Regions from separate parts of the Mus musculus genome. Here all the other regions are linked to region 6. Evidence: chromatin contacts called from public Hi-C, HiCAR-type, HiChIP or PLAC-seq and promoter capture Hi-C data. All regions are on one chromosome and are shown on one strand. Each heading gives the region's core, a stretch centred on a gene start, on an enhancer-like site or on the middle of the called end of the contact. The rest is flanking DNA. Distances are from core to core; before and after follow the strand shown. Region 1 holds the start of Lrrfip2 (leucine rich repeat (in FLII) interacting protein 2). Region 2 holds the start of Qrich1 (glutamine-rich 1). Region 3 holds the start of Arih2 (ariadne RBR E3 ubiquitin protein ligase 2). Region 4 holds the start of Epm2aip1 (EPM2A (laforin) interacting protein 1). Region 5 has its middle 15 kb from the start of Gm24259. Region 6 holds the start of Cdc25a (cell division cycle 25A). Region 7 holds the start of Ip6k2 (inositol hexaphosphate kinase 2).

Region 1 (2,700 bases), core at 174-2,673, 1.2 Mb after region 6:
ACATTCTTTCGAATCGTTTATTATAGACTCTTTCAACAAGAGGAGTCGTTTTTGTTTTCAGTTGCCAAATAGGTGGCAAAATATGAAGGAGAAGTAACAGCGAACTTCTAAAGCTGCTTCACAACACTAGTGTTAACGCCTATTTTTACAATGAAAGAGAGCTAGGTGTGGTGGCGCTTGCCTGTGACCCCAGCACTGGAGTGGCTGCTAGCTTTGCCGACCTGGTAAATTCCAGGTCTATGTGAGATTTAATAATGTCTTTAAAAAACCAAGGAGCATGACTCCAGGGAAATACCACCCAAAGTTGCTGTCTGTGAGCCAATTGTAGACAGACAGACAGACACACAGTTTCTCTCAGCACACTTTTCTCTGTGTGCTGAACCTCCAGGATTGATTGATCCCACAGTGGCAGCCCCGTGAACATGAAAGGTTAATCAAGCCTTTGATATCTCAGTGGATACGGGCAGCTCTGAAAGTCCTTTTAGAAGCCATCAGACAAAATCCAAACATGTCATCCGTGGGCTTATTCGTGGGCTTCTGAAATCTGCAGTTTTTGCAGATGGGAGGTCGTGCCTAAGACCATTTTGTGCCCTTTCCCCCAGATACCTGCTCGGCTATCACTTCCTGCCAGAGGTCTTCTCTCACCATCTTCTCCAGCCAGAGGCCTCACCCTCAAAATGTTCTCATCATTGCTTGCCGCTGAGTTCACGACAATCTGTCATTACCTTGTTTATCTGATCAAGTTCATCTACTCAATTAGAAGGCAAGTTTCCCCGAGAGCATGATCAGGGCTTCCGGTGCCTGGAACTTTGAACGTGAGGGCCTTCCCCAGATACTTTTGGGATTGAAGAACATGCCTACGATTTGGGTCTGTGTGTTTGTGTGTGTGCGCGCGTGTGTGTGATGTGTACAGGTCTCACTGTGATAATTCAAACTCCTTTGCCCTGCCACAGGTTCCAGGGTACCCGGGACAACAGGTGTATAGCATCATACCTGATTTTATGCTGGGAATGGCACCCAAGGTTACAGATATGCTAAGTAAGCACCCTATTACCTGCGCTACAGCCTCAGGTGGAAATCTCTTTAAAAACAGGTATTTTCATTTCGTTCAGCCACACCCACCCTCCACATCCTTTCCCACAGACTGCGCGCCAGGTGCCTCACTCACCCAAAACCTCCCACCAGACCGCTTTGAGGCCACCTGGCTAAGTACGGTTACGAAACGCTCAGATACCAACGCTCGGGACCAGGCCCGGCTTGAGCCAGTGCGTGTCGAGCGTGTCTCCCTCCCCGTCACCCGCGAGCCCTGCGCTCCGCGGTCCAGCCAGTAGCCTCCGAGCCGCGCGCGTCCGCTACCCCGCCGCCTGCCACAAGTACTTCCGGGTGAGCGGGTCGCCGGCCGGTGGCCCCGCCCCTCTGCCCCGCCACCGCCGCAGCTGCAGCCGCTGCTCGGGCTGCGGCTCGTCCCGGGTCGCGTTCGCTGTGTCGGCCGCGGGGCGAAGGGCGCGCTCAGTGTGACTCCACGACCGGCCGCGGCGCGAGGAGCCCTTCTTTTTGTCTCCCTGCGGCCCGCGGGGTGGACGGTGCGGGGGGGTGCAGAGTGTGGCCGGCGCTCTCCTCTCCCGGCTCCCGGGCGGCCGCTCCGGCCCTTCCGGGCGGCGCCGCAGCCTCATCCCGCGCCACACGCAGGTAAGGGCAGGCGGCGGACCCGGCTGTCTCCAGGCGCTGCCCAGTGGCGGCTCCGGGCTGGGGTCGCCCGGCGGGTCCCCTGCTCCCGCTTCGCCCGCCCCCCGCGGGGGAAGAAGGGGTTACGCCCCTTGGACCGGGCATCACTTGGGACAGCTGGGTGCTCCAGCTCCCGTTGCTCCCGGCGCCACACTCCCGCAGACTCTGTCCTCAGTCTGTCCCGGGAGGGGCCGCCCCGGGAACGGTGTCAGGCCGGTGGAGGGCGTAGCTTTTTGAGTGAGATTCCCCCCTCTCCTGCTTCCTTCTTGATCTGAACTGAAGCGCGCGGGCTTACCAGGCTCAGGGCAGGACGGTCAGGGTTAATGCTTGACTAACAGCGGGCGTTATTTACACCCACATTGTGGAGTTTCATAGCTCCAGTCAGGCCTGGTTTCCCTTTGCTGTGGATATCCAGCAGGAAGCAAGGGACATAAGAGAACCCAGAGGAGAAAAGTTCAAGCGTTTGCTTTGTGTATTATGTTCCCCACCTCGAGACATACAAATATAACGTAGAAACGTGGCTAAAGGGTATCCCAAACTTTCAGTATTTGTAGCCCCTTTTGCTTTTCCCATTTAGTGACTCAGCATTTTTGCCACGGTTTTTCTACAGTAGCTTGATTGACTGAAAACTCTGTAAGGATAACAGTGACTGCTATTCGTGTTGTGTTATCGCAGCGAGAAGAGGTGCAGTCAGGGTATCGACAGATACATTCTTAATCAGTGTTGGACTTTTTCTCCCCAGTAGGTGTGAAAAGCTGCAATTGCTGAAGAATGTGTGTTGCAGTAAGAGTTAGTTGGCCAAGTTTACCGTAGCTTCAATGTCTTGCAGAGTTAGCCCCGATTAACCAACATCATGCTCTGTTTAACAACTACAGGGATCCTATGACCTCGTATTTAATACACTCATGCCGAGTAAGAACTTCGGAAAGTGTGATTCACGTCGGAAGTGAGGTCACACTCTGACTCGTAGATCGG
Region 2 (2,700 bases), core at 38-2,537, 1.4 Mb before region 6:
TCTTCAACCGAACTGTCACACTAAAAGAAGACCCAGGCAAAATATGAACTGAATACATGTGGCCCTACCTCATCCTGGAGGCTGGGGGTGCCCTTCAGCACTCCACACTCCGTTTCAATAAAGAATAACTAAATCCCTCTGGCGTCTCTCTGTTGTCTGCCTTTCTAATATCTGAGGACCCTGGAGAAATAGTTTGTTAGCTGGCAGTGGTGGGTCTCATATGTCTTCTGGAAGAATGCACTTCCCCAGAAAAGAGCCAGCCACAAAGTCACTACTGCACTTGGTTCTCAAAGGCAGGTGCATGGCTGGAATTAGCTCAGCACTTACTATGATAAACCTGAGAACCCCAGAGATGCTGTTGCACAGTCACCAGTCCTATGGAGGGATCTAGGTTTGTGTCTTTGTGGCTAGAGATCAAGAGACACATGACCCCCCGTGTGATCATTTAGAAAAAAGCCCTGTCAACTATTTAAGCATAGTGAGATAAATCATGAATGCTGTTGTGGCCTTTCCAGTTTGGGGACCCCAGCAAACTCCCTGGATGTCTATACGGTGCTGAGATGAGATTCCTGGCTATGCTGGCCCTTGGATTGGACCCCGTCTCAGAAATTGACTTCTGAAGAATTTGAAGATTAGAGTTTGCTAGGACAGGAACAAGTGCAGAAGGCACTAAGGTTTGCCCCAGACTGAGGGCCCCCTGGGTTGCTGGGAGCTTCTGGTGAGGCTGTAGGTGAGTGCCTGCAGCTTTAAAGCCTTCCACATTTTCCCTGTATACAAACACTAGGCTACCCAAGGCCTGCTTTAAGGTGGACCTGACTGTGGCAAAGCGATCTCAGATGAGAGGTGGTGCTGGGGGTTCCTGAAGCTGTTTTCTCCCGTGCACTAACGCCCCGAGCGCTTCCCAGGCGCGGCACAATGGTTAAAGCTGCGCCCAGTTCAGGGGTTTGAAAGGGGGCCACCTTAACCACGAGGCCGAGCTAGGCCCGGCCCCGCCTCGCGTGGAACTGTGCAACTAGAGGAGGCGCTAGCGGGACACCGTAGGTGGCTTCAAAAAGCATGCTTTCAGACCCAGGGCAGGGGCAAAATACCCCTGGATGCTGAACCCCGGGCCTAAGCCCCGCCCCGCATGGAGGGGTGCCCATGGGCGTGGCGCTCCTTCCCACAACGAGGGGTACGCTCTCCACTCCAACCGGTTCCCTCTGTGGCTGCAGCGTTCCCTTTAAGCCTGGCAGGCAGCTCTCGCGGGATCCGACGCTCCGGTTCTCGCGAGAAGGGCCTTCGGCTCCCATTGGCCGTGAGGGCTGAATGTAAGATGGCGCCCAGGGAGCTGTGAGGAGAAAATCCTGTCGGTCTCGGAGCGGCGACGGCAGAACCGAGGCCCCGGGCGGTGAAGCGGGGCCGGCGGGTAGAACGGAGGCAGCGGCGGCGGTGACGTCGCCGGGTGAGGGCTCTGGTGAGGGCGGGGACGCAGCAAGGCTCTGGCTCGAAGGCGGCAGGCCCACCCTACACAACGGCGGGCGGGCGGGGGCGGGCGGGCCGCTGCCGCTGGGCCCAGGCGACCTCAGGGCGGCTTCAGAGCGGAGAACGTCCCTCGGCTCGCGAGCCTCCGCCCCACGGGTGGGGGAGGGGCGGGCCTGAGGGGCGGGTGGGCGCGGCGCACGGGGGCGCGCGGAGGCGCGCGCGCACGAGCGTGGCTTTTTTTTTTCTTTTTTTTTTTTTTCTCATTTTTCTGCGCGCGCGCGTGCGTTATCGTGCGCGCTGTGCGGTCCTCTCGTTGCGCGTAGCCGCCCGACGTGCGCGTCCCCGTTGGCTCTCAGCTGTGGCCCGTGGGCTAGAACGGCTTCCGGGGCGCGCGCCACCCCGCGACCCCCCGGTTTTGCGGCGCGCGCCCTGCTGTTGGTCGCTCACGCTGTCCGGAGTGCGCGCCGGACGCCCCTTCCAAGAGGAGGGCAGACGGGCGGGCGGGCGAGCGGCCTGGCGGACGACCGACCTGCCGACTGGGGAAGGTTGAGGGTTGGGCCCTTGTCCTCGTGACGTCCGGGGCAGCGGTGGCCTAGGTCTGCGGAGAAACATAGCGGCTTTGCGGTCTGGCTTGCGGCTCCGCTCCTCCGGGAGGCGGACAGGAGTGCTCGTACTAACTGAAGAATGCTGTTACTTAAGCGAGGCCCAAGGACTGGGTGGGTGCTTGGGGAGGGTGCTGCTCTGCTTGGGAAACCGAGTCCTGCTGGCCGGAGAGGGCATTGGGTCCCCATGGGTTTCCTCACCTTGTACTGGTGCTTTGTGCTGAGGAGAGAAGGTTACCATTACCAGGCCCCGCTTTTCTTCCATTAGAACCGATTCTTCCATAAGCGCAGTTGATACACGTCACCTCTGTGCGCTCCGGAAAGAGATCCTCCTCTGTATATGGTATCAAACTCTCGGAGCTCTAAAATTCCGCTTTAAATCCTCACTTAAATGCAGCCTCCCCCCCCCCTTTTTTTTTTCCACCTCCGCGTGGGTGGGAGGGGCTTGCCTTTCTGTTCTTGATAAGGGCTGTTTCTTAACCTTGATTAACTTGATCAATGCTTTGCCGGTTTTTTTCTTTGTAATTTCTAAAATGTCCAGCAAAAATTTCTAAAATCTGCCTGTCACTATAAAAACTATGTAACTGAAGTTCTTCTCAGCTTTTTTTTTTCTTTCCACATTTTGTTTCAGTGCTGT
Region 3 (2,700 bases), core at 137-2,636, 1.2 Mb before region 6:
TAAATATGACTATCTCAGAGAGAAATGGTACAAAATTAGTACTTTTTCCAAGAGTTAAAGTCATCTTCAAAAAAACCTGCCACTCATTTTGAGCTGGTTTCCAAGACATGGCCACATACAAAAGGATAAAGACCTTTTAGTTTGAAGTTGACAGGAACACAAAAAAATTGGCTAGTCGCACAGATGTTTAACTCCAGTTGTAACACTTGGCCCTCAGTAGTCATTTATTAACTACATTTCGAAGAAAACTTCTTGGCTGAAAAATATGAATCAGCAACTTGTTTAAAAACTCAGCAGCATCCCGGGCGTGGTAGTGCAAGCCTTCAATGCCAGCACTTGAGAGGCAGAAGCAGGTGAGTTCGAGTTCGGCCCAGTCTACACAGTGAGTTCCTTGACAGCCATGACTATGTAGACACTGTCTAAAAACAACCAACTCGACACCGCATCTGTCCTAATAATGGCAGGTAGCCGCCGATTACATGGAGTTATTGAAAGTTAGTTTACTTTTAAAAAGTCAAATGTAGTTTCTCAGATATACTAACTACATACATGTCAACACGAAAGCCGTGTGTGGCTTAATGGCTACCATACTGAACAGCAAAGGTCTAGAACGTGTTCGTCGCCGACAGAAAGTTCTACGAGACAGAGTAACAAACAGAAGAACTAAGGCGAGCTCGTCCGAGAACACCACCGCCTCTCTTGAGGCTAGACCAGTGGCGTCGGGCGTGACCGGTCGCACGTCTCTGCGAGGCGCCCCGGTCTTCGCGCGGACACGGAACCCACGCGCGGGGAGGCCCTTTCCCAGGACGGGCGTTAACAAACAGTGCGGCTGGCGCTGCCAAAGCTCCCAACCACCAGAGAAACGGGGAGCCTCCGAGGCGGTGCGTTCGCCTGGAGCGCCCAGAAGGGCAGGCCCGAGCGCACCCGAGCCTCGCGGGCCAGAGGCCCTGGCCTCCGACCTCTCGGGGAGCTAAAGAGCCAACGAGGAAGAGGAACCCAGGAGAGACGCCAGGCACCCGCCGGCGCGGGCTGTCGCCTCCGGGAGTGCCTATCAGTCGGCGGGGAACGTCGGGACCTGGGACGGCCCGGCCTCGCAAGCGGCGGCGAAGGCGGAGCCCGGACCGCGCCGGCGAAACGCGCGGGGATCCCCCCCCTCCCGGCGGCCAGTCAAGAGTAAACAAGGCCTCGACTCCCGCCGCGCACTTACCGGGAGCCGCGACCTCGCGGCCGCAGAGCCCAGGCCGGCCGGACCAGGTCAAGCCAGACCAAACCAGGCTGACGGAGGCGTAGCGGCAGCGGAGGCAGCCGGCGGACGCGGCTCAGGCCCGCGCAGCTTCCTCCGGCAGAGCCGTCCCCCGCAGCTCCGGAAGTGTTCTGCGCCGCGCGTCACTTCCGGTAGGGGTCGACCTGCGGTCGCCCTGGAGGCTCCCAGGCTTCTGACGACTGCGTAGTCGGTTGGAATCGCTTCCTCACCATCCTCTAGCGAGAGCCCCTGGGAGGAACTACTGAGCGTTCGCTTTTGAAGGAATGATGTAGGAATTTGTTTCCTGCGTTATAGCCTACCAGTGTCTTTATTCGATAGTTAGTTTTAGGTTTTCTTGCGTGTATTTTGTGTGTGTCGCACGGCTCGCGTGCAGAAGAGGTCAGAGGACAATTTTCCGGGAGCAGTTTTTCTCCTTCCACCATGTGGGTTTCGAGGATCAAACACTTGTCAGGCGTGGCAGTAAGCGCTTTTTACCCACTGAGCCATCAGACCCTTAGATGAGGTATTTTTAGCTTTTTTTTTTTTTTTTTCCCCTGACCAGACGTCTACCCACTTCACTGTTTATACTCTGACGAACAGCGTGAGAAGACATTCTGGCAACACTGGAGTAGGTTAAAAAGATCATAGTTTCCGGGCAACTATGGTTTGACATGAGCCATACTCGGAATTTCTACGTACGTTAGGAGGAAGTTCTGGCCCATGAGCAATCAGACTTTAGTTTCTCATGACACTATCCCCCTAGCCACCCACTTCTCCGACTTCCACTCACCTTCACGACGGGTATTTTTTGTTTGGTGTGGTTATATTTAGAAGCAACTCACTATATAGCCAAGGCTGGTTTGCCTTGCTAGATTACCAGACCCAGAGATTCATACATCGTAAGTGTTTCGCTGCACAACTTCTACCCACGATATAGACTGCATTAGGACTCCAGTCACCAAGTTCTGGTCACCAAGCCTTGTTGTGGACTGATAGGAGGCTCGCTCAAGTAGCAACTCCATCGAGATGTTAATTACTGGAGTGAAGCCAGAGGCACTGTGAGGTAAATCAATGTTCGTGCAAATCTGTAGATAACCTAGTTCTACCTTTTCTGGAGTGTATGTATTGGTATTCAAGACACCCGGAAAAGTGAGGCAGAAAGAAAAAAGACCGTGTAATAGCCTCTTTTATGTAATTCTTGGAAAAAATATAACTGAAGAGACTTGGGAGTTGGCTGGGCCATTAAGAGCTCTTGCTGTTCTCTCCAGAAACCTGAGGTCCTTGCCCACTATTGATAATGTCCAGGGGATCCGAAGCCCTCTTTGAACCTCTTCCGGCACACACATACTTGTAAACAGAAAATTAAAAAAAAAATTTTTTTTTCTTTTTTGAGAAAAGTTCTCACTATATATCCCTGGATAACCTGAAGCTCTGTACAGACCTAAAACTTACAAACT
Region 4 (2,700 bases), core at 123-2,622, 1.4 Mb after region 6:
GGTTCTCAACCTTCTTAAAACTGGGACCCATTGTTACATTGTGGTGACTCTTAACTATAAAATTATTTTGTTGCTACTTCATAACTGCAATTTTGCTATTGCTCTGAATTGTAATGTAAATATCAGAATTTCACGATGGTCTTAGGTGACTCCTGCATAAAGGTCTTTGGACCCCAAAGAGGGCCTGAGGTCATTTATCTCAGTGTCATCGTTCTGAATGCTTTGTCTTTTCAGTGCACTTCTGAACATTTGTCTTCTTTGGCTTTCACAACCATCAACTGATATTAACACAAAGTCCTTATGTACACAGTGTCCTTTTTGAACTTATTTGGTGGTGTGTCTACTTTGGGGTATACTATTCACTGTGCCTATTAAAGGTTAAACAGTACACGTTTAACTTCTCCCCTCCACAACCTGACGGGTCTAAGTCTCAGATGCAGGTCTAAGTCTCAGACTAGGGTCACTCACTAATTTGACAAGAGGAGAGTCAGAAAAAAAGCCCCATGTCCTGATACGTCTGAATAAAACTCAGAAGAAACTGTGCCTTGGATGTGTAGGGATTATTCCGGGAATGAATGATAAACCTAAAATGGCACACTCTGAAGACTGTTTCTCTTCCACCCTTACACATTCACACATCGTCAGCCGCGCATCTTCGTTGTATGTAACGTGGCGGCGAGCCGCATACTCCAGGAAGATACCATTAAACCAATACCACGCGTGCTTCCCCTACTTGCGACCCAAACAGGTCTCGCGCAAGTCGTGAGGACCTTCGGCCGTGTGCATAATGGGAAACCAGCCTGGCACGCGCAGGGTCCCTGTGCCCGATGCCCCCACGGTCCCCGTGCTCGGTGCCCCGCACGGTGGCCGACTGCAGCAGGTGGGTCGGCCCGCCCCGGCTCTCAGTCGGGGAACTCGGCTCCGCTCCCTCCGTACCAGTTTTCTATCATCTCTTTGATAGCATTGGCCGGCCGCTGAATGACTTCCCCCGCCGCTATGCGGTTCACTACCGTCTCGTCCAGACGCCGAATAACTCCTGCTACAAACGCCATATTGGCGCCCGAGTTCCCAGTCAGCCAATCACTCGAGCTCCTCACGCTCAAGTTCTTCCTTCAGCTTCGGCCGACTGCAGTCCTGCGCCGTCTTCCCAGCGGCAAGTGCTGATTGGGCAGCATGAATGCCAGTCAAGCGCTTTTACACGTCAGTTCCTGGGATCTCTGTCCCGCTCTAAACAGCGGCCCGACACCAGGCTAGAAGGCAACGCGCTTGCGCGTCAAAGTTCACGGTCCGCTCTTCCTATTGGCTCATTTCTGAGAGCTGAGGGAATACGAAATCTCCAGCCAATAGGAACGGAGGTGCCCTGGCGGAGGCTGGTGCACCCCTGCTCGGGTGATCTGGCGCAGAACCCAGGGGGTGCTTGGCGTTCGTCGGGCTCCTCCCCGTTTGCTGCGGCCTCAGAGCTCGGCGTTCTCCTGTGGCCTCCGCAGAATGTGGATGACGCCCAAGAGGATTAGGATGGAAGTCGACGAGGCTCTGGTGTTCCGGCCCGAGTGGACCCAGCGATACCTGGTGGTGGAGCCTGCGGAGGGTGACGGGGCCCTGTGCCTGGTGTGTCGCCGCCTGGTCGCCTCTACTCGGGAACGCGACGTGAGGCGCCACTACGAGGCCGAGCACGAATTCTACGAGCGGTTTGTAGGGGACGAGGAACGCGCGGCCCTGGTCGAGCGTCTGCGGCAGGGTGACATGTCTTTGGCCGCCGTGCTCACTCCGGAGGAGAGAGCGACCCGGGCAGGCCTCGGCCTCTGCCGCTTCTTGGCCTTGAAGGGTCGCGGCTGGGGTGAGGGTGACTTCGTACACCAGTGCATGGAGGTGTTGCTGAGAGAGGTGCTGCCGGATCACGTCGGCGTCCTGGAAGGCATTGACTTGTCTCCAGAGATCACACGGCAGAGGATTCTGAGCATTGACAGCAACCTCCGCAGCCAGCTGTTTAACCGAGCCAGGGACTTTAAGGCCTATTCCCTTGCTTTGGATGACCAGGCTTTTGTGGCCTATGAGAACTACCTGCTGGTCTTCATCCGTGGCGTCGGCCGCGACCTGGAGGTGCAAGAAGATCTTCTGACGATTATCAACCTGACTCATCACTTCAGTGTTGGGGCTCTCATGTCGGCAATTCTGGAAGCCCTGCAGACAGCAGGGCTCAGCTTACAGCGAATGGTTGGACTGACCACGACCCACACTTTAAGGATGATCGGCGAGAACTCCGGACTGGTCTCCTACATGAGAGAGAAGGCCGTGAGTCCCAACTGTTGGAACGTAATCCACTATTCGGGATTTCTTCACTTGGAACTGTTGAGTTCTTATGATGTTGATATTAATCAGATCATAAATACCATATCTGAATGGGTAGTTATGATTAAGACCAGAGGTGTTAGGCGACCGGAGTTTCAGCCTCTACTAACTGAGTCTGAGTCAGAGCATGGTGAAAGAGTTAACGGACGGTGTTTGAACAACTGGCTGAGAAGAGGCAAAACGTTAAAACTAATATTTTCACTAAGAAAAGAAATCGAGGCGTTCTTGGTCTCAGTGGGGGCAACAACAGTTCATTTCTCAGACAAGCAGTGGCTTTGTGATTTTGGTTTCTTGGTAGATATTATGGACTATCTTCGAGAGATCAGTGAAGAACTGCAGATCAGTAAAGTC
Region 5 (2,700 bases), core at 106-2,605, 1.1 Mb before region 6:
ATCCGAGTGTTAGGAACATAAAGGATATCTAATCCTGAATTTGGATGACAATTGCCAAGTTCTGAATTGAAATGTCATATGTTAGATGTGATGTTGTTCGTGGCTTTATTGGACAGATCCTGATGGCCAATTGTGAGTGTCCTTGACACTTTAAGCCAAGGGTTTCAACAGTAATAGTACTGTGGTCCACCAGGGGGTCCTAGAGCCTTTTACCATTGCTGATGGAGTTCATTGCTTGTATTTTTGGACTCCTGTGGACGGCAGCCATGGCTTCCACTTTAAGGTGTCTACTGTCTTAGGCTATGAAGCTAGCTAGCTCCCCCCCCCCACCCTTTTTAAGGTTTTGAGTTTTTTTGAGAAGGTCTTGTGTGTGTGTGTGTGTGTGTGTGTGTGTGTGTGTGTGTGTGTGTGTGTAGCCCTAGTTGTCCTAAAACTTACTCTGTAGAGCAGGCTGGCCCTGAACTCAAAGATCTGCCTGCCTCTGTGCTGGGATTAAAGCCATGGCACTATCGCAGGCCTTTTGCCTCTTAAGTGGTTTAAACACTTAGGCACACAGCGCCTCCTCCTTCTCCCTCCTTTCATGTGATGCCTCTCAGAAGAAGCAAAAGAGAAGACTGGATTGGTAAGAGACACAGACTCCTCAGGAATTCTCGTCCTCGTTTCACATCACTTGAAACTGAAAGACCCACAACGTGAGGACTCCCCCACGTTCTGACTCAGGAGAGGCGACACCCCAAAATCACCCACAAGAAACGGGTCTTGCTGCAAATTGCAAGAGGATTTTTATTCAAGAGCGCTCTCGGGCCCATGGTCATACACCACGCAGGGGTAGAGGACCGTGGCGCCCCGAGTAGCTGGGTAAGGGGGTATTTAAAGGAAGAAACCGAAACTCAAGGAAGTGGGGAGGGCGTTGTTGGAAGATACCAAAGATACCAGTTAAGAGTCACAAGGAAGTGTAAAGTTACAAGAGTCACAAGGAATACCTGGTAATTGTTAACTCTCAAGACAGCTTCTAAGAGCCCCTAACAATAGCACATTTGCATTGCAGGTTCTGGGTGACTTTCTTTGAATGAGCACTCTTTGAACCCAGGAAGCGGGTGGGTCGCTATCTCTTTTATGATTAGCATACCTTTACAAAGGCCACATTCCCAAGCCTGGGCCTAAAGGCCTAGAATTCTGTTTTTACGTTGTTGTACTTTCAAAACTTGACAACGGTTGGCCAGAGATGCGCTTTTGGCCGAAGTTGCTTTCTGTTCAGACAGGTGGCCAAGAATCAAGTTTTCTTGTGGGTGTCCATTTTGTGTGACCTTGAGCTGCAGCTCTGCAGTTTTCCACTTCGGTCAGCAGGGGGCAGGCTATCCCTGACTCCCTTTGGGCTCTTGGCCTTCTATCCTAGAACTGCAGCCAATCCCAAGTGAGAAACTCAATCTCATCCAAGTCTCAAGTCTCCATCAGCCTCCAAATCTCAGCTCAGATCCCAAATGAGAGACAGTTCCCCAGGCAACCACAGCCTCGAGCAGAGCACAGTGGGAAAACGTGTCCCTCAGACCTTGGCGTTTAGGTCACCATCCCAAGCTCCTGGCGGACGCTGCCCAAAGGACAAAAGGGAATTCTGATCTGGGCCTCAGATTGCCCCTCTGGGAAACCACATACTTACCAGAGGGTAGCTATCCGTTCTGCCCTAGCTTGTTTTGTTTTGTTTTGGTTTGGTTTTGGTTTTGGTTTTCGAGACAGGGTTTCTCTGTAGCCCTGGCTGTCCTGGAACTCACTTTGTAGACCAGGCTGGCCTCGAACTCAGAAATCCGCCTGCCTCTGCCTCCCAAGTGCTGGGATTAAAGGCGTGTGCCACCACACCCGGCCTGCCCTAGCTTTGCCTAGACCCTTGCCCTATCAGCTGGTGACTTTAGTAAAGGTTAGTTAGGGTCCAGGGGCTGGTTTGTTTGCTCCTTGTGCTCTGCTCAAGACTGGAATGTTCTGGATCATAGCAAAACCAGCCCCCACTGCCTGATACAGAGTGGACCTTCTAATAGTTAACCAAACAAGCTAGTTTTACTAAATAGAAGGCCAGGCTCAGGGTCAGCAAGAGAACTCAATGGGTAAAGGTTGTCAAACCTAACAAGCTGAATTTAGTTCTCTGCAAGAATTTATTCCTGCAAATTGTCCTCCGACCTTCACTCCCCATCCCTCTGTGTGTGTGTGTGTGTGTGTGTGTGTGTGTGTCATTAACTCATATATCTCTCCCATCCATTCCTATACAAAATTTAAAACCTTAAAAATGTATTTAAAAAAACAACAACGCAAAGGCCTGGCACACAGTGTGAAGGCAGGGGCGCATTGAGAGTGTGGGTGGAATTGGGGCTCACAGACTGGGCATCCATCCAGCACAATGGGAATCTTTCAGCTGGCCCCTCAGGGCTGTGTGCTGCCTGGAAGCACTGGGGACATTGGGGACATTGGGGACACAGTGTGCATGTCTAAGATGTGCTGGGAACCGCCTCCACCCTGGCCCTGTGGAACACTTTTCTTGGTAATTTTCCTGTTTTGTTCTGGGAGAATATCCTAGCGATGATTTACAGCAGCCAGCTCCCTTCCTGAATGACCCATGATCTGTAGCTGTGGAGAGGGATGGGCTCAGAGGAGACACGAATATCACTTCCAGCCCCAGTGAGGACACTGTGTCTCTAGCCTTGAGTTGTGTGT
Region 6 (2,700 bases), core at 78-2,577:
AAAGAAAAATATATGGAATCACAAATATGGCCATAGTGAAGATACTTAAGAAGCCCATAACCATGTCTTGTGATATAATGGTTATTCATCTAAATAGTGAATAAAGTAACTACCTTCCCTTCACTCTGGTCCCTCCTGGAATTATTTTTGTGATGTAAGACTTGTAAAGATTAAGTACACTAGTAGAGTTATCACACATGAAACACTGTCATGTACATAAACACTAAATGTTGCCTAGTACTTTTACAGTGATTTGAATGGCTCCCATGGGCTCATATGATTGAATGCTTGATCCCCAACTGTTTGGGAGGGATTTTAGAGAAGGTGTGGCCTTGTTGGAACAGGTGTGTAGATGGGAGTGGGTTTTGAGTTCTTAAAAACCCACACCAGGCAAAGTCTCTCTCTCTCTCTCTCTCTCTCTCTCTCTCTCTCTCTCTCTCTCTCTCTCTCTCTTCCTCCCTCCCTCCCTCCCTCCCTCCCTCCCTCTCCCTCTTCCTTTCTCCATCCCACCTCCCCCCACCCCCTTCTCTCTGCTTGCTATCTGTGGATCATAGCTCTCAACTACTCCTGTTTCAGCCCGGGCTATTAAAAAAAAAAGTCCCTATTTCAAAAATTAATTAAATTAATTAATCAGAGTCTGGAGCAGGAATGGTGGCACATGCCTTTAATTTCAGCATTCGAGAGGCAGAGACAGAGGCAGATCGATCTGAATTCGAGGCCAGACTGGTCTACAGAGCGGGTTCGAGGACAGCTAGGGCTACACAGAGAAACCCAGTCTCGAAAAAGAAAAAAAGAAAGACAAAATCAGAGCCTGAAGTCCTGTGAAGGAAAAGAGGGATCCAGGATCCATGGTACTGTACCACACAGTTAGAGAAGAGCCAACGCCTGGTCCAGATGGCCTTCCCTAGTCTCTCTGTCTCCTAAAAAAAAAAAAAAAAAAAAAAAAAAAAAAAAAAAAAGTGCACAGCACTATGCTCAGTAGCTCAGACAGGTGTGTAGCACACGCTGTAGGAACTACACTACCCAGCATGCAACTGAAAAAGAGCGGGGCCTTTCGGTAGGGACTAGCGCCCCCACAGAAAGTTTCATTGACTCCTTTCTCATTTCAGCCACCTCCCAACTCTTCAGGCTTCGCCCCCACCGAGAGAGGGCGTGACCTCGAGGAGGCCCACGAGACGCTTCCTCCTTTCCTTCTCATTGGTCCGGCTCAGCTGTCATTCGGGAGCGAGGAGAAGTTTGCTTCCTGATTGGTGAATTCCGTTTGGCGCCAACTAGGAAAGGGGCGGGGCGGCGGCTATCCTGAGTGTGCAGCAATTAACGCTAAGGCCACTTTGGTGGTGAGGGAAGTGAAGGTTCCTTCTCTGCGAGCCGGCTACGGAGCAAGGAGGGAGAAAAAAAGTGAGGCGAGTTAGTCGGAGCGGTGGTCTCAAGACTCTTCCTCCACGGAGTTTGTTTGGATTTAATCTTGAGGTTGCAGGCGCCCGCCCGCCTGCGGGCCTCGCGGGACAGAGAGGGAAGCACCGGTGCTTGTGCCTGGCGCCTGCCGAGTCCCCTACGCTCGCCGGTCCGCGCCGCTGCCCGTGGCGGCCGCGTCTCTGAACCGCGGGGTCGTGTTTGTGTTTGACCCGCGGGCGCTGGTGGCGTGGCACGCGGCTGAAGCCGGTGCCAGCGGGGCGGGGCCCGGCGCAGCGGAGGCGGAGGAAGACGGAGCGGGAGTCCGGGCAGGCCCGGCGGCGCCATGGAACTGGGCCCGGAGCCCCCCCACCGCCGCCGCCTGTTCTTCGCTTGCAGCCCCACGCCTGCGCCGCAGCCCACGGGGAAGATGCTGTTTGGCGCGTCAGCTGCTGGCGGACTGTCCCCTGTCACCAACCTGACGGTCACCATGGACCAGCTGGAAGGACTGGGCAGGTGAGAGACCAGCGAGCGATGCCCCAGGCCGCTGGCCTCTGGTCGGCCCTCGGGATGATCCAGCAGGAAACAGAGTCTGTCCACTTGGTTCTGATGCTCCGACCCGGAATGGCCTGGCTAGGGCCCGCCATGTGCACCCTCCCTCCCGGGCGGAATGTTGGGCGGGAGAGGCCGTTCGGATAGTCCAGGGCTATCCTCAGCCAAGAGCCAGACCGCGGAGATCGAGGAAGCCTGCTGGGCATCCTGTCTTGTTCACCCCTTTCAGATTTCTCTCTACGCTGTCTCTATTCCAGAAAAGTCTTTGGAATCTACCCTTATGGGGGTTGGGAGGGAGGGTGAGAATGGGTCCTCCTAGGCCCTCTTTGCTGAACCACCCGCGCCGGATCTTAGTTTCCTGTAAGCTTTGTTCCTTCTCAACAAAGGGACGTGGCATTTTCTTTTCTTGCATTTGTGTAAAATCTATGCAGCCACCTGGCCGGCACGTTTCTTGTATCTACCCATCTACTACCTTTTTTAAGCTATCACTTTTTACCTAACTTTTCCATATTGGAAATCTTCGAGGACTTTGTAGTCCTACACCACTATCACTAACAAAAATGCTTAACACTATTTTTAGTGAAGTTGCTTTTCCTTCGATGTTGGGTATTTCGCCTCCTAAACTTGTCTTACAACTTTTGCAAACCCTGAAAAGCTGGGACTCCTGGCCTAGTCACCTTTGCCCTTACTCCTGGCTCACTCAGAACCTCAGACTGAGGCTCTCCTTTAAGGAAACCCAGCCCTTGCCACAGGCCT
Region 7 (2,700 bases), core at 63-2,562, 1.1 Mb before region 6:
GTTGGCATTTAAACCTGAAACCTGGGCCTCTCGGTTCATGCCTGTAATCCCAGTAAGAGGAAGGTTGATGCTGAAGAATTGCCTTAATTTTGAGGCCAGCCTGGGCTACAGAGAGGGATCTGGACTCAATTAGTTAATATTTTAAAAACAAAACCACGACCCGGGGTAAGTGGGTATAGACAGAGAGGAAAAAATGTGAAAAAGAAAAACTAGACAGAACTGAACACAGAGCCATGAAGGCCTCAAGGGAAGGCGATTCCAAGAGGAACCTGTTGGTAATAGGAGTTTCTCTTGTCCACCTTTAGAAAGCAGGGATTAAAAAAATCTGTTTACTGCACTCACTGCAGAGTGTAGGTGCTTAATAAATACTTCAGTTTTAAAAACCTATGAGCTACATCTTTGCTAATGCCCAGGATGCAGGGTTACAACTCTGGCATCCTTTACAGAAAGGCCAATAGCCAAGAAGGAGGTCATCCCATGCCCATGGTTCCCATCGTGCTCCTTGCCTTTCCTGGCTGCGCTGACACTCGTTCACTCATGCAGGAGACCTTCTGAATGACACAGGCTCCAGACAAAGGAGTCTTGGATGAGCTCTATGCTCCAGACCTATCAATTTACCGAGGACCCTATACATCCCTCTGATCAGACTTCTATTGGCTTTTATCTTGTCTGTCTGTCCACTCATCTGTTCACCTGTCTAAACATTTTTTAAAAATTATTATAGTGTGTGTGGTGTGAGTGTGTGTTTGTGAGTGAGAGAGAGACAGAGACAAAGAGCCAGAGAGAAACAGAGCAACGGCTTGACCTGTTGAGCCGTCTTACTGGCCTCCTATAGAGCCATGTATTTGTCTATCGTCTGTAGTCATTCTCTCTGTTCCCTGCTGCTATCCCTTTATCCATCTTAGCGACATGTAGTTCTGTCCATCCATCTGCTAGGTTGACCAGCTTTGCAGTTTATCACAGAATGAATACTGGCCTTGACATTCCTGTATCCTAGGAAACTCCCCAGTGCGGGGCAAACCAGGACTGTCTGTCCATCCACCCTTACCCTAGGCATCCTGCAATCGATCCATTTGGCACACAGCCCATCAGTTACTTCAACTCCAGAACAGACTGGCCACCCTCCTCACTCAGGACAACGCCCCGCCTCTTCCCGCCCCTTGCCCATTCAGGAAGCCGCCCCAAGCGAATCCCGGCGCCCTAGCAACAGTCTTCCAGGCCGCCCAGTCCGCTTGCGCGGCTTCGGGTGCGAGCCAATAGCGAGGGGCCCTGGGAGCGAGGTTGGGGGGCGGGGCTGAGCGCGGCCGCAGCCATTTTGGTGGAAGAGAAACAATAGGACGGAAGCGTCGCGGGACTGGGCTGTGGCCGCAGGTAACGCCCGCCCCGCCCGGCCCGTGGCCCTGTCACCCCGGGGCTCAGGGGAAGAGGTTTTCGGTGCTGGTAGCGGCCGGGCTCCGGGATCCCTGGGAGGCTTGGGTTTGTGAAGGGGGTCCTATGGCTGTCATTGAGAAGCGGTCTCCCCCTTTTTTTGTGTAGTCATCCCTTCCCTATTTACGGGGGGCCATTGTACCTTGCAGTTACTGGGGAGAGTAGCGTTGCCCACCGAGACGGGGCAGAATCTTCCCCCCGGCATTGGAGGGTCTCCCGGAACCGGGGGAGGGGAGGGGGCGGGGGACGACGACAGTGTCTTTCTCCGGTTTTGAAGCGGTCTCCCTGGGTCTTCCGGTGGAGGACAGGATCTCTGGTCTCACAGAGGTCCCCCGGCCACGATCTCCCTGGTCTTTGAGGATGGGGTCTTTATCTTTGGATGGAAGGGTCAGCCCGGATCCTCAGGTACTGTTGTTACCTGGGCCTGCAGATGTGCAGCCATTTTGGGTGTTGAACGTCAGTTGTGCCAGTCAGCTCCTCTTTGATCCCGGAAAGGCGGGGGAGAGGGTGATCTGCGCATCCAACCTTATTGGTTTTTTTTTTTTCCCCTTCTTCTCCTTTAAGATCTTAAAATGGATCAGAAGGTGTCTTCTTTTTTCTTCTTCTTATGCTGATGCTCCTACCACGAGTGGGATTTTATTCATATTTGATAACAAGACTGCATCTATCTTCTGCATCCTTCCTAATGACTTGATTCGTTTTTAGGATTTTAATTTCTATCAAATATCAAGAAAGCTGTACTAGCGGGAAAATGGGGAAAAATGTAGGAACTGGTGAAATCTAGGGCTCTTCTTACACGCGAAAGGAAATAGAGCTAGTCATCGCATGTAAATAAACATTTTGTTAGCAGAAATGTACATAGAGCAAGAACAAAATAATTTCGAATATTTGTAAGAAAAAGTACTGAAGGGATCCAGAGGCAGTGGGAGGGGGATAAGAAGGGACCAGGGGGATGGATATGGTCAAAATACATTGTATACATGTTTGGAATTGTCAACTAATAAATATTTATGAAAATAAAAAGATCCAAAAGAAAGAAGCCCTGGCAGTTTTGAAACAGCAAATATGATGCAGACAAACATTTTGAAAAATTTAAAGGACCTTCCTTGTTGACAGCATTGTTGTTGATTTTCAGTATTTAAAATGTTTGCTGTATTTGCACTTTCCCTGGGATAACATTTTAAGAGATGGGAGATGCTTATTTACCAAGTTGTTGCCGTGGAGAGTGTAATTGTAGGGTTTTGTTTTAATTTTAGCAGCTATCCACAGATA

The links. A called contact is a pair of places that touch in the nucleus more often than the background predicts. HiCAR-type assays count read pairs that join an accessible place to other places. HiChIP or PLAC-seq counts read pairs in DNA pulled down with a chosen protein or histone mark. Capture Hi-C pulls out chosen DNA fragments and counts their contacts.
Region 1: a contact with region 6 is called in a promoter capture Hi-C map of liver, with 2.7 times the contacts expected there. The contact joins the promoter of Lrrfip2 here to the promoter of Cdc25a in region 6. A contact is called at or near these places in 1 of 39 promoter capture datasets (pre-B cells) and 1 of 9 other capture datasets (liver).
Region 2: a Hi-C map of embryonic stem cells shows a contact between it and region 6, with 8 times the contacts expected there. The contact joins the promoter of Qrich1 here to the promoter of Cdc25a in region 6. A contact is called at or near these places in 2 of 39 promoter capture datasets (liver and pre-B cells) and 1 of 484 Hi-C or Micro-C datasets (embryonic stem cells).
Region 3: a contact with region 6 is called in a HiCAR-type map of astrocytes, with 2.7 times the contacts expected there. The contact joins the promoter of Arih2 here to the promoter of Cdc25a in region 6. A contact is called at or near these places in 1 of 39 promoter capture datasets (pre-B cells), 6 of 115 datasets of contacts at active chromatin or transcription factors (astrocytes, embryonic stem cells, large pre-B cells and 2 more) and 1 of 9 other capture datasets (liver).
Region 4: a promoter capture Hi-C map of adipose tissue shows a contact between it and region 6, with 4 times the contacts expected there. The contact joins the promoter of Epm2aip1 here to the promoter of Cdc25a in region 6. A contact is called at or near these places in 4 of 39 promoter capture datasets (erythroid cells, liver and pre-B cells), 3 of 484 Hi-C or Micro-C datasets (B cells, CD4 T cells and CD8 T cells), 3 of 115 datasets of contacts at active chromatin or transcription factors (bone marrow-derived macrophages, large pre-B cells and regulatory T cell precursor) and 2 of 9 other capture datasets (adipose tissue and liver).
Region 5: a contact with region 6 is called in an H3K27ac HiChIP or PLAC-seq map of embryonic stem cells, with 5 times the contacts expected there. The contact joins the enhancer-like site here to the promoter of Cdc25a in region 6. A contact is called at or near these places in 1 of 39 promoter capture datasets (liver), 4 of 115 datasets of contacts at active chromatin or transcription factors (astrocytes, differentiating embryonic stem cells, embryonic stem cells and 1 more) and 1 of 9 other capture datasets (adipose tissue).
Region 7: a Hi-C map of B cells shows a contact between it and region 6, with 17 read pairs. The contact joins the promoter of Ip6k2 here to the promoter of Cdc25a in region 6. A contact is called at or near these places in 5 of 39 promoter capture datasets (the C10 cell line, frontonasal cranial neural crest, liver and 1 more), 1 of 484 Hi-C or Micro-C datasets (B cells) and 9 of 115 datasets of contacts at active chromatin or transcription factors (the 230-238 cell line, astrocytes, embryonic forebrain and 6 more).

Annotation. Positions count from the first base shown.
Region 1 is chr9:111,116,701-111,119,400 of GRCm38.p6, forward strand. Lrrfip2 (leucine rich repeat (in FLII) interacting protein 2) reads left to right here and starts at 1,424. Exons shown (of 15, transcript NM_001374664.1): 1 at 1,424-1,689.
Region 2 is chr9:108,515,800-108,518,499 of GRCm38.p6, forward strand. Qrich1 (glutamine-rich 1) reads left to right here and starts at 1,288. Exons shown (of 10, transcript NM_175143.5): 1 at 1,288-1,441. Qars (glutaminyl-tRNA synthetase) reads left to right here. Exons shown (of 24, transcript NM_133794.2): 24 at 1-142. The coding sequence ends at 47.
Region 3 is chr9:108,648,022-108,650,721 of GRCm38.p6, forward strand. It overlaps Arih2 (ariadne RBR E3 ubiquitin protein ligase 2), which reads right to left and starts at 1,387. Exons shown (of 16, transcript NM_011790.5): 1 at 1,208-1,387.
Region 4 is chr9:111,270,473-111,273,172 of GRCm38.p6, forward strand. It overlaps Epm2aip1 (EPM2A (laforin) interacting protein 1), which reads left to right and starts at 1,373. Exons shown (of 1, transcript NM_175266.4): 1 at 1,373-2,700. The coding sequence starts at 1,489. Mlh1 (mutL homolog 1) reads right to left here and starts at 1,136. Exons shown (of 19, transcript NM_026810.2): 1 at 937-1,136. The coding sequence starts at 1,052.
Region 5 is chr9:108,752,141-108,754,840 of GRCm38.p6, forward strand. No RefSeq gene overlaps it. Among named protein-coding and RNA genes, the nearest start is that of Gm24259, 15 kb to the left of the region's middle. Within about 2 kb of position 1,356, at least 40 of the 459 cell types and tissues checked have an H3K27ac peak or open chromatin away from gene starts, as enhancers often do. A contact at or near this core is called in adipose tissue and embryonic stem cells, where this site is marked.
Region 6 is chr9:109,874,252-109,876,951 of GRCm38.p6, forward strand. It overlaps Cdc25a (cell division cycle 25A), which reads left to right and starts at 1,328. Exons shown (of 15, transcript NM_007658.3): 1 at 1,328-1,908. The coding sequence starts at 1,739.
Region 7 is chr9:108,782,500-108,785,199 of GRCm38.p6, forward strand. It overlaps Ip6k2 (inositol hexaphosphate kinase 2), which reads left to right and starts at 1,313. Exons shown (of 6, transcript NM_001379600.1): 1 at 1,313-1,371.